Linked DNA regions of Zea mays: regions 1 and 2 are each linked to region 3. Evidence: chromatin contacts called from public Hi-C data. All regions are on one chromosome and are shown on one strand. The core of a region is the stretch at or near the end of the contact, and the rest is flanking DNA. Distances in the headings are between cores, read along the strand shown. Region 1 holds the start of LOC100500945 (necrotic4). Region 2 holds the start of LOC100192977 (methionine aminopeptidase). Region 3 holds the start of LOC100381631.

What was found. Hi-C and Micro-C count contacts between places; a contact is called where the count stands out from the background.
Region 1: a Hi-C map of tassel shows a contact between it and region 3, with 2.3 times the contacts expected there. The contact joins the promoter of LOC100500945 here to the promoter of LOC100381631 in region 3. A contact is called at or near these places in 4 of 25 Hi-C or Micro-C datasets (bundle sheath, ear, leaf and 1 more).
Region 2: a contact with region 3 is called in a Hi-C map of ear, with 2.0 times the contacts expected there. The contact joins the promoter of LOC100192977 here to the promoter of LOC100381631 in region 3. A contact is called at or near these places in 3 of 25 Hi-C or Micro-C datasets (ear, endosperm and leaf).

What each region holds. Positions count from the first base shown.
Region 1 is chr2:11,058,995-11,062,796 of Zm-B73-REFERENCE-NAM-5.0, reverse strand. LOC100500945 (necrotic4) reads left to right here and starts at 1,359. Exons shown (of 8, transcript NM_001195848.1): 1 at 1,359-2,100; 2 at 2,699-2,774; 3 at 3,107-3,201; 4 at 3,715-3,798. The coding sequence starts at 1,543.
Region 2 is chr2:11,170,942-11,174,706 of Zm-B73-REFERENCE-NAM-5.0, reverse strand. It overlaps LOC100192977 (methionine aminopeptidase), which reads right to left and starts at 1,695. Exons shown (of 10, transcript NM_001138151.1): 1 at 1,537-1,695; 2 at 1,317-1,395; 3 at 930-1,164; 4 at 534-695; 5 at 390-431; 6 at 197-268. The coding sequence starts at 1,600.
Region 3 is chr2:11,569,402-11,573,265 of Zm-B73-REFERENCE-NAM-5.0, reverse strand. It overlaps LOC100381631, which reads left to right and starts at 1,579. Exons shown (of 9, transcript NM_001174448.1): 1 at 1,579-1,764; 2 at 2,399-2,469; 3 at 2,552-2,732; 4 at 2,981-3,057; 5 at 3,157-3,394; 6 at 3,499-3,566; 7 at 3,731-3,864. The coding sequence starts at 2,404.

The DNA.
Region 1 (3,802 bases), core at 110-2,609, 510 kb after region 3:
TGCGCCTTGGTAGGGGACGCCCAACTCTATATGGTTGGTGGGTCTCTGTCACACACTCTCATACTACACTGTAAATAAAAAGGGTGGGGTCCGGCGGCTCAGATGACGTAGTTCGCTAGAGCCGTACTCCTCACCGACAAACCCTAACATCGATCTGAGAGAGGGTGCGCAACCAGTGACGCGAAGACACCGTCACAACCTCGCTGCACCGACCTTCATCACGAACCTGATGGCGGACGGATCTGCATCCTCCAACACGCCTGCGCTTCCCACGGACCGTAACAATCTAATGTTGTTTTTTCCAAGAAATTAGGAACGCGAAATTACTCGATAAAAAACAGATTACCCCACTAGTCTACTCCTAGAGATCTTGTGATTCTAACATTACTATGTATCCATTTCCTTTGCCTTTGCACTTGGAGACTATGAGATGTTGGCAGCGTTCTCAATTTCTACGTACCCTTTCCTAATCCCTACGGGTGGCTGAATAGCGGTTTGACAGGTTATTGGATAGAGTGTACAATCTGTGACAGGTTCTTGGATAGAGTATACAATCGGTGCCTGAAAAATAAAGCCTGATCTGGAACCCATAGACTTGTATCTTCCACGGTTTGACTTCGACATTATATTAGTAATCGACCCTTTTTTTTCTTCTTTCAATTATCGCGACCAATGTTTCGCTTTGTTTTTCAGAAACAAGTGACCTGGTCTAGTGAACACAAGAACCTGTATATACAGCTTCTTATATTCCTTGTCATTATGGAGGCCAGGAGGGGTCCGAGTCGGAGATCTATTATCACTTGACCATATAAACCTACCTTAATTACAACGACTGAGTGAACATAACAGGTTCAGAACTCATGTGTTTGGTTGCCTATATTTGCTGGTGCTTACATCGCGAGATGCAATGAGCTATTGTTTGATTGTTGTCAACCAGACTCTACGCGTGTAAGGTGTGTGTTTGGTTACCTGCGTGCAGATATGGAGTCAGACTCGTATGATACTTAAAGTTAAAGCACCATGAGCCAGGCTCTACAGACGCGGGCAAATTGGCCGCATTTTTGGAGCCAGGCTCGCGCCGACCTGACTCATACAGCCGGGCTATCGGAAGAAGCCAACCAAACATGCGGAACATGAATGGAAACAGGATTGTAAATCCAACCTCAGAGGCATTTTTTACCGTCACCTTGTTGTTGTTTGAACTTTGAAGTGTTAGCGTCTCGTTGTTGTTAAACTTTAAAAGCCATCCTAAACCGTCACAGCAGGCATCCCTTTCGCAGAATCTGAAAATCGCGAGAGCGCCGAACCCGAACAAACATGATCCGTTTCCTTATCCCCTTGGAGCAGAGGAGGAGCAGCATAGCATAACCCGGGAGCTCGCTCTCGCTCCCCCCTCCCCCTCCCTCCCCTTTTGACCCTCCCTCACCAGCTGCAAAACCGCGGGCCGCATCCCGCCCGCGCCGCCCACCGGCGGCCACAGCCGCCTACATAAACCACTAATCGACCACTCGCCGAACCAAACCACCCACCCACCCAAACCCAATGGCGTCCAACCTCCTCTCCGCCCCGTCCCGAACCCTAGCTCCGTCGCCGGCGCCGGCCCCCGCGGGCCTCCGCGGGCGTGTGCCGGTGCAGGCGCACCTCCCGCGCGGCGGCCTCGGCCTCGCCCCCCGCCGCAGCAGCCGCGCGCTCCGCGTGCGCGCGTCGGTGGCGATCGAGAAGGAGACGCCGGAGAGCGAGCCGCCCCCGACGTTCCTCCGCGAGGACGGGCACGGGTCCGGGTCCGTGCGGGCGCGGTTCGAGGCCATGATCCGGCGGGTGCAGGGGGAGGTCTGCGCCGCGCTCGAGGAGGCCGACGGCGGCGGCGCGCGCTTCGTCGAGGACGTCTGGTCGCGCCCTGGCGGGGGCGGTGGCATCAGCCGCGTCCTGCAGGACGGCCGCGTCTTCGAGAAGGCCGGGGTCAACGTCTCCGTCGTCTACGGGGTCATGCCGCCCGACGCCTACCGCGCCGCCAAGGGGGAGGCCGCCAAGAACGGGGCCGCCGCCGCGGATGGCCACAAGCCTGGCCCCGTGCCATTCTTCGCCGCGGGGATTAGTTCGGTAAATGTCTTTCCTGCTGCATTGACTAGACGATTGACGAACCTGTACCTGTAGACCTGTTGGCACCTTAGCATTTTTTTTTGTCTGTTTTGGCTTCCTGAGCGCAGTCATAGTGTACATATTCCCATTTTTTGTTTCTAGATATTGCTCATTGCATACTATAATCAGATAATGACCCTATTGTAGCTATATGGTTCATCTTTTCACTGCTATGACTTGAAATGCATAGTTTTCTTTAGATACCCTGCTATTGTAGCTCGTTTGTTCTACTATACTTGATGTGTACCTAGGGGTGACAATGTGCTCTAAATTTTGCATTATAAGATTTAAGGATCGGATCGTATTAGGATCGGACCCTATTTCTATTCATTTTTGAACTAAAATTTATTTAGGGCCCTACCATTTTGTGAATAAGCATTTGGATCGCGATCCATTACCACCCCTATGTGTACCATGCCTTTTGGTTTGTTATAATGATAATGCTGCTCTTCTACTATTCATGTTTATGAAATTTTTAGTCAATTTAGGCAATACATTAGTCTTCTAGTGTTAACCTATGATACATGGACTAAAGATAGTTTTACTTTTTTTTCTCCAGGTGCTTCACCCCAAGAACCCATTTGCTCCAACATTGCATTTTAACTACCGTTACTTTGAGACGGATGCACCAAAAGGTATCCTTCTATCGTAGTAAATCCTGAAGTATTATGATGCAATTAATATCCTGCACACTGACTGGATTTTGTGCTTCAATGTGTCTGCCACCGTCATGTACAAAGACCCATGTATGAACTAGATGTTTTATACTTTGCATTTAGTGAGTATTGGCTTAAAATAGACAAACTCCTCTAGATATTGGTAAGAGAACTGGGCTCATATTATTTACATTAACAAGGTACCCAAGTTATGAACATGATCATGTGCACTACAATCATTTTGCATATTGTAAATATCTTGTTGGGAGATGGTATTTTCAATACTTATCTGTTATGACATCCAACTGCAGATGCACCTGGTGCACCAAGACAATGGTGGTTCGGCGGTGGTACTGACTTGACTCCTTCATACATCATTGAAGAGGACGTGAAGCATTTCCATTCTGTATGTAGCACTCCCTACATGTTGCAAAACCGTGCACCCAAGACTCTTTGGTGTTCTACTTCGATGTTTTGGACAATGCTTAAATGTTTCCTAGACAGTATTACGCTAGGCTAGCCTATGGAGTTGGTACTGTTGTTTTGCTCCATTTCTACACTCTAGATGTGAACTAGTCAAGGGTCTTCGGTGTTAGGTGTTGTGTTAAATGCAGTTAAAGGGTCAATTAGGTTCTTGGTATCGTTTACAGTTGCTCTACTCTAAAAAAAGGTGTCTTCCAGTCTACGTGGGTGTAAGGGTGTTTCACCTCAGTACTAGTACATGCAAAACACAGTTCCATGCAGTTACACACACCTTTTATTGTTTATTGTTTCTTACGGGCAAAGTCCTTGTGTTAATCTCGAGAGGAATTAGAACAGACAGAAGAGTCAATAAGTTAGTTAACAACTATTGCTAGCTAGCTAGCACTTCAGTGGCTTCTTTGTACTTGTTGTCATTAACATTTTTGTCTGATTTCAGGTTCAAAAGCAAGCATGTGATAAATTTGATCCAAGTTTTCACCCAAGATTCAAAAAATGGTGTGATGATTATTTCTATATTAAGGTAT
Region 2 (3,765 bases), core at 446-2,945, 400 kb after region 3:
CCTGTCCATATTTGTGGGCAAGGCTTGCCTCAGTTTATCCCTTCAACGGACCCCACACCGGCAGTCCGGCACTGAGTCTGGCCTTTAGGACACAACTAAAACATGGGGGGCAGAAGTAGTAGGCTGCAAGAGCAAGGTTTGCATCTGCTCCACAGAAAAGGGTAGACAGATCTGCTCCACAGAAAAGGGTAGATACCTTCACAAGTCGTTTACTGGCTTCATCGACTTCTCCACAAAGAAATGTTTTTGAGGTATCCCCATGATAACCCTAAAATGGTGATGACACTTTAGGTGACATAGCCAAATTCAAGTCCACGAGGCATTGAGGCAAACAAATAAATAGCATGAAGTGACATTAACTATATATGACCAATAAGATAAACACGTACATTCAAGTAGACAGTGACATCAATGTTAATTATGTCTCCATCCTGTAAAACACAAACAAGAAAAGTTTAGTCGCGGTGGCTGTGGAAGTGTGCAGTAAAGGCCCTGAACTAGCACAAAACATGTCAATGTAAGGGTTTCTGAACCTGTAGCTCGCGTGAATCAGGAATTCCATGGCACATGCACTCATTCACTGAGGTGCATACACTTTTTGGAAACCCACCATATCCAAGTGGTGATGGATAGGCTCCAGCATCGATGATCATCTTGTGCACTGCTTTATCAATTTCGTCTGTTGTTACAGAGGGCTGATAGAAAGATGCAATAGATTTCTCACTCAAGATATAATTATGACGAAGTCCACATGGATGAAAAAGGAGAAGGCTCTTATGAACAAAACAAACACACCAATTTTAGAAAGAAAAAGAAAAGAACCGAGCGCTATAAAGTGTGCTGCAAAAACATAATGTTAACGATAACTGGTACTTTTATTAGCTACAAGATAGATAAAACATAGTGGAGATGCTGAAGGGCATGCTTACTTTCACTAACGTTCCTGCATAGTCAAGAACACGAGCCGCGAGCTCGCAAGCAGCTCTCATGTGGACAATGCCCTCTTTGTCATGCATTTGTATCTCTTTTGCTATCTCTGGTACATATTCTGTGCCGACATAAGGAGGCCGAGGTATGTTTCCTGGTACTGGAAGAGGTGGGCTAACAGTTCCACGAACCAGGGGTGCTCTTTTCTTTGTCTGTCCAGACTCTTGTGTTCCTGGCCTTTGAGTTTGAGTTTCAGCAAGCGTCAGAACGGCACACAGGCAAGGATGCAGTTGCAGGGCAAAGTGGCACTAGCAATGATTGTCCTACTGTACGTTATTAGACAACTAATTTCGAATTATAGAAGGGAAAGCAACTGGTGGATTTTATACCTCGTACTTGCTTTCTCCATCCCCACTAGTCTCTTTGCTTGGACAAAGAAGGGCTTCTTCTGTAGGCATGTATTTCCTCCTTGAAAAAAATTGAAGAGTACAACATATAGCGATCAAATCAGTAACAGGTGAAAGAATAATACATGCCCGTAGAATCATTCTACATCCACGAACTTCAAGCTTCACATCAACAATCACACGGACAGGGCCGAGTAAATACCTCGGCCACCCGAGAGCAACGGTGAGGAGCGGTGGAGCTCCATGGATGGGACTCCAATAGCCATTTAAACGGGCGTCCGCTCCTCAAATCTGCTGTGGGGTGGCAGCAGGGTCGTCGCCAGTTTGGATTGGTAGTCCCGCGCGGCGAGGGCGAAGAACCGGACGAACAAGCAAGAGGATAATACGTGAGGAAAATAGGAAATGGATTTTCACCTCTTCTTTTTGTTCCTAGAAGTCAGTGGGCCGGGCCGGTTCCAACCGCTGTAGGTAAGGACTAAGGGTGTGTTTGGTTTGACTTTTGGCTTTGGCTTTTGCCCCCCTAAAAGCCAAAAGCCAACCAAAGGACTGGATCCAGGAAGCAGCTTTTTCTAAAAGCCGACTTTCTCGTAGTGCAAATCTGAAAGCACCCCTAGACCTGCTTTTACTGGCTTTTCGGATGGAACTGTGAAAACATATATCGAAGAATTTTTAACGACTTTTAGTGGTTTCCACCAAACGGTTTTTAGCTTTTTAACAGCTTACAGCCTACAGCAGCTTTTTCTACAGCTCACAGCCCACAGCAACTTTTTTCACAGCCACAGCTCAACCAAACAGACCCTAAAGCAACTCCCTCGGGGATAGAGATGTCAATGGGTAATTCCCCATCGGGTTATAGCATCCCAGACCCATCCCCATCATGTTTGATCTATCCCCATACCCATACCCATACCCATCATGGGTACAAAACTCATCCCATACCCATCCCCATTCGGGTTTCGGGTCCCCAATGGGTCCCCATCCCCAATTAAAGGATAACTAGGTACTAACATCTAGCACAAACTATCCAGATTTCATACATCACCACATCGGCAAGCACTCATCCATGAACCATGATCCATTCTTCCATCCATCAGAAAAGAAATAAGTACTTTGGGACCAATATAAGAAATGGAGTCTGTCGGGTTTGATGGCCGACTCGGCCTCAACTCGTTCATACAAACAGGACAGGTGTACACGTATGAAATACCCATGGGTAATCGGGTTCGGATTATTGCTTCCCAAACCCATACCCGTTTACCCAATGGGTGGAGATTTTGTCCCATATCTATACCCATGGGGACAATTTTTGTCTCATACCCGTACCCTAATAGGGGAATTCCCCATGGGTTCGCGGGTATCGGGTCCCCATTGACATCTCTACTCGGGGAGCCATCAAATCACAATCTAGCTTTGGAAAACTCCATCTTAGGATTAATTTAGGAACTCTATTTTGCCAATATATTTCTATTTTTCTATAAAAAATAAACTAATTTTTCTGGAGAAATGAAAATCCCTAGGGAAATAGCGTTCCCAAACTAGTCCTTAAAATTAATTTTTTCTGTGATATTTATTGAAAGGTGTTGTTCTCATTTAAGACAACCTAGCAAAGTGCATGTACAAACGTAGTTTGAATTGCAATTTTTAATCAAAATAAGACTATCCATTATCTTTTTCTTTGATTGTTACTTTGCTAGAAATATTTAGAAAATTATTTACTTTGTTTGACATACCAACAATATCAATCATTTAACCAGAAATTAGGTCGCTAACAAGGAAACCGCATATAAGAAATAACTCCTAGTTGGAGTGGCGGTGATATTTTGATCTATTTGGATTTGTAGCAATGATGTGCCTTTGCTTTTAAATCTATACCATCAATCGTATAAGTCCTTTTTCAGAAGAACATATTGGTTCAAATTATAGAGGTTGTTGCAAAAAGAAGATCACCAAGAGGTCCTAGTGGTATGTCGATCCATAGAGGTGGTGGCCATAGAGATTTTTGCAAGAAACGAATGGGGGCCAATGCTAGATTACAGGGCACTTGATTTGTTGATGTGTTCTTTTTAGACACGTTATTTTGCTTTATGATGGTGTTTTGTTATTTTTTCGACCTGTAAGGTCGTATGCAGGACACCGCAAAAGGCTGAACATTTTGTCTTCATTATCTAAAAAATCAAATCACACATCTACTTTTCATTTTAGGGCTTTTCTCATACAGAAACTCTCATACTAGAGCCCTCAATTCTTTTGATAGGCACTTGAAAGTCGCCTAGAGGGGGGTGAATAGGCGGAATCTGAAAATTATAAACTTAAGCACACACTACAAGCCGGGGTTAGCGTTACAAATAAAATCGAGTCCGAAAGAGAGGGCGAAAACAAATCACAAGCAAATGAAAAATGTGACACGGTGATTTGTTTTACCGAGGTTTGG
Region 3 (3,864 bases), core at 330-2,829:
GCTTTTTGTGTCTGAAATTGGGTGCGGTGCGGTCGCAGCTGAAACGGCACCGGTGGCCTAGTGGCATTCTGCACAGACCACAGAGCAGCGATCGCGGCCGGTATCCCACTCTCCGCACCGCGGTCTGTCATCGGGCCTGTTTGGTTCAGTTTTTTTTCTGAACCGTTATTTTGAAAATCTGTCTGTGGGAAGAATCTGAGTATCATTACGATTACGTGTGGAGAAAGATAAAGTTATTCATAGGGCTCAGGATCTAGAAAGTGACGGATTCCTACTATTACAGCGACTCAACCGATTATGTGTTTATGTTGATTTTGGATGGTTTTTGCCCCAACGAATTTTATAGAAGCTGGCTGAAATGCTGAGCGTTTGGCAGTCCGCAGCAGCTTTTGGTGGCCAGAAGCTGCCAGAAGCCCGGAACCGTACACGCGCCGCGGCCGCACGATCGTGTATCGGGCCTACGCCGCGCGACGACGCGAGTGCTCCCGGCTCCCGCACTGGCTCAATGTGTCACTCCGCCGCCTCGTCTCCGTCGTGGCCCGCCTCAGATGTAGAGAAAATAATGAGGAGGTTAGATGAGAAATTACTAAATTTAATAACTTTATTTAGAGAAATGTTGGAGAGAAATTTTTATATTAGAGAAAAAGAGTTATCTAAATTATTGATTTAGAAAGTCTTTTAGAGCACGTAACTAGTGAAGTTGCTCTCACCACTGGCCACAACGCGGGCAGAGGTCTCTCCTCTCTCCATATCTATAGTCAAGGTCCCAAGGACGACGACGAGTCACAGCTAAGCAAAGGTTTCCACCTTGGCTGCCTTAATCTCTAATCAACCAAGTGCAGGCAGCACCCCAGCGCTCGATTTGTTCTCTACGTCGCGAGGAAACCGCGTATACGCGCGCGTTCCCTGCGCTCTGGCTCAGCGAGCACATGCGATGCGAAGCCTGCTCGCTTTTGAGCTCCCAACCCAAACTTTCTTCCCAAGAATGAGGGTCCGCGTCAGCACGTACGTACGTACGTCGCCTTGTCGAGAACCCGAGATGGTTTGGAGAAAGGTGAAAGTGACAAAAGGACCGAGCAAGGCCACGAATGAGTGACCGTTGCCGAGCAGTCGCGCACATCTTTTGCCTGAGGGCTTTTTCACATGGGACTCGTGCATGAGATGAGATGAGATTCGCACAACTTCTCCACGTATGGTTCAATTACTAAGAACGTACGAATGAATTCAACAGAACACGTCCAGTTCAATTACCAAGGATTTAGCCGCGCTAGAAGAAGAAGAAAAAAAATCCAGCGTTTCAATCGTTGGTTTCGACCGGGATTTAACCCACCAGCATACGTACTAGATTGGACCTAATTTGGGTGGCTAATAAAATGACATCCAGGATGCCATCTCTCCAGCCCGTCCGATCCTACGTTTAATAAACATGAAGAATCACGCAAAACTGTCTGCAGCCACCTTTTTTTCTACTCGGCCACGGGCCACCCACGAGTTCAGTACTCGTTCAGAGACCACTCGCAAAACCCCCGTCTCCGGTCTCCCACTCTCCCTCGCCTCGTTCCGCTCCCGTCCCCAACTCCTGCATCGGCTGGGCTCTCGCCACCGCAGCACCGCCCCGCCGCTCGCCGACCACGCCTCCCGCCGCCGCAGAGCTCCAGCTCTCACTCACTGCTCTCGCAGGCGTCCTCTTCCTTCCGCTTCCGCTTCTGCTGGAGACGGTATCCGTCTGGACCTGGAGGACTGGACTGGGCTCTCCTTTCGCTGGTAAGGAGAGGTCTCTTCTGTTTGCCCGCCGTGATCTCTCAACTCCAAACGCTACTCTGTCCGATGGACGCTTGGTTCCGCTCAGTTCGTGCCGGATTGTTCGTTTGGCGGAGTGCTAAGCGGTAGCTTATTTGTCCGAAATTCCGGAGGGGTTCGAGTTCAGTCGTCGAACTCGAACCCCCATGCCCGACGTGAAGTTCGCCTGCCATCAGCTTTCAAGGGACGGGACGGGACGGGAGTTCCTGTGTACTACTCCAGATGCTTCGCCGCCAGGGCATTTGATCATTTGTGTTTGAGCAAATGTCTAGGACTTGTGAAACTTCGGCCATACATAGGTGTCGTCGCTTCATGGTGTGTGTGTCCCTGTGTTCAAGTGCTCTTCTGTCTTCCCTGAAGAACCGGCATTGTTTTACTGCACGGCGTATAACGGGAGCTCGTCGCCGATGTCCTATGCACATGAAATCGGAACCCGTATTTGTTTATTTATTCAGTATCATGAGAACTTCTTTAACCAGTTCGTGCGTGGTTTGGCATGTTAGTGGCATCCTAATCCTATTATTGGTTTACTTTGCGCTCATCACAATGCACCTTATACTGCTCACTCAACTTACACATGGCTGTTCCTTTTCGTCAGGTCATATGGTGCCATCGGAACCACAGACTGTAGTTGAGAACAAGCATTCCACAAGTGTGGGTGCCGAAGAGGTTATAGTAGTACAGTAATGCTGGTTCCTTGTTTTCTTCGTCTTTGCCAAACATGAAGTTTGATATGTTTCTTGTCTGTCAGCTTCTTTTGACAAAAGATGAAAGCACATCTACCACTGTCGTCCAAGGTGCAGGCTCCTTAATGTCACCAAAAGGTGTTCAAGAGGAAGCTAGCTTTATGGGTAAGGGTAAAGGTGGAGAACAACAGTTGGGCTACCAGCCCAATGTGTATGTTTCTCAGCCACACACACCCTTTTCTGGAGGTTAGACTTCTTTTTTGTTTCTCTGTGTTGATGCTTACACCTACCTGTACATTGTTGCACAAGATAGAATGCACTAATGCTGCATAATATGGTCTGACTATAATCTGCCCCCCCCCCCCCCCCCCCCCCCCCAATAAAAGACAAATTCATGCATTTACGTCTATAAGAATTACCTATTATTTAGCCCCCATGATAGTTTTTTCTGCTTGACTTGATCTAAGCTTTTGCTTTCATGACTTCATCTACAGGATACTCGAACCATTTGGATCAATGGGAGGGATACCCATATGCTGTGAGTGCAGAGGGACTTGATGCTGCATACCCTGTAAACCTGTTTCTTAATTTTCTTGAACATGTTTACTGAAGTGATTTTACTGCAAAACTAGTTACTCATGTATCTCCTCAATATGCAAACATTTCACAGGTGACGTATGGAGCTTATTCCCCTTTGTCAGCCATTGGAGATAGCCATACATATTTCTCTTTGCTCTGCCCCTTGTCAAGGCCTTGCTACCAGCCACCTGCTTCTCCAAACATGAGATATTCAAGTCCTGGTACTGGAATATCTCAATTTTATCCTATGCACCAGTATTACAGTCCTGACGAAGTTCATTACTCAGTGACTCCTAGCTTCTATCAGCCTTTTGGTTCTTTTAACGGAGGTAAGAATTCATTTTGTCGATACCTTTGTGGCTGTTTATAGTATATATGAAATTTGATTTCTTTTACTGTATAATTCCCATTCCATTTTGGAAATTTGTTGCAGTTCCAATGCAACCGAGTAGTTTTCCTGGATTTTTTGGGCAAGGAAACATACCCCTGACTTCTAGAATGGTATGTGGTCATTTAATTGCATTCTAGCATGTTCTTGTGAATTGATATATCAGTGACTATGATCCAAACATGGTTCTATAACTAGATGGATTTTTAATTATACTTCCCCTGCACTTTCCATGCCAGTTTTGTTGTTTTGGAACTGATGGCATGCATTCTTTTAGCATCAGGAGTCCATGTCTAATTCTGGATCACACAAGGCATTCCAGCAAGGTGGTAAATTTGGAGGCAGTACACAAAGTTGGAGCACTGCTAGTTGCAAATTCGGTACCTTCAAGGATGAGAAGTGCTCTCCTGA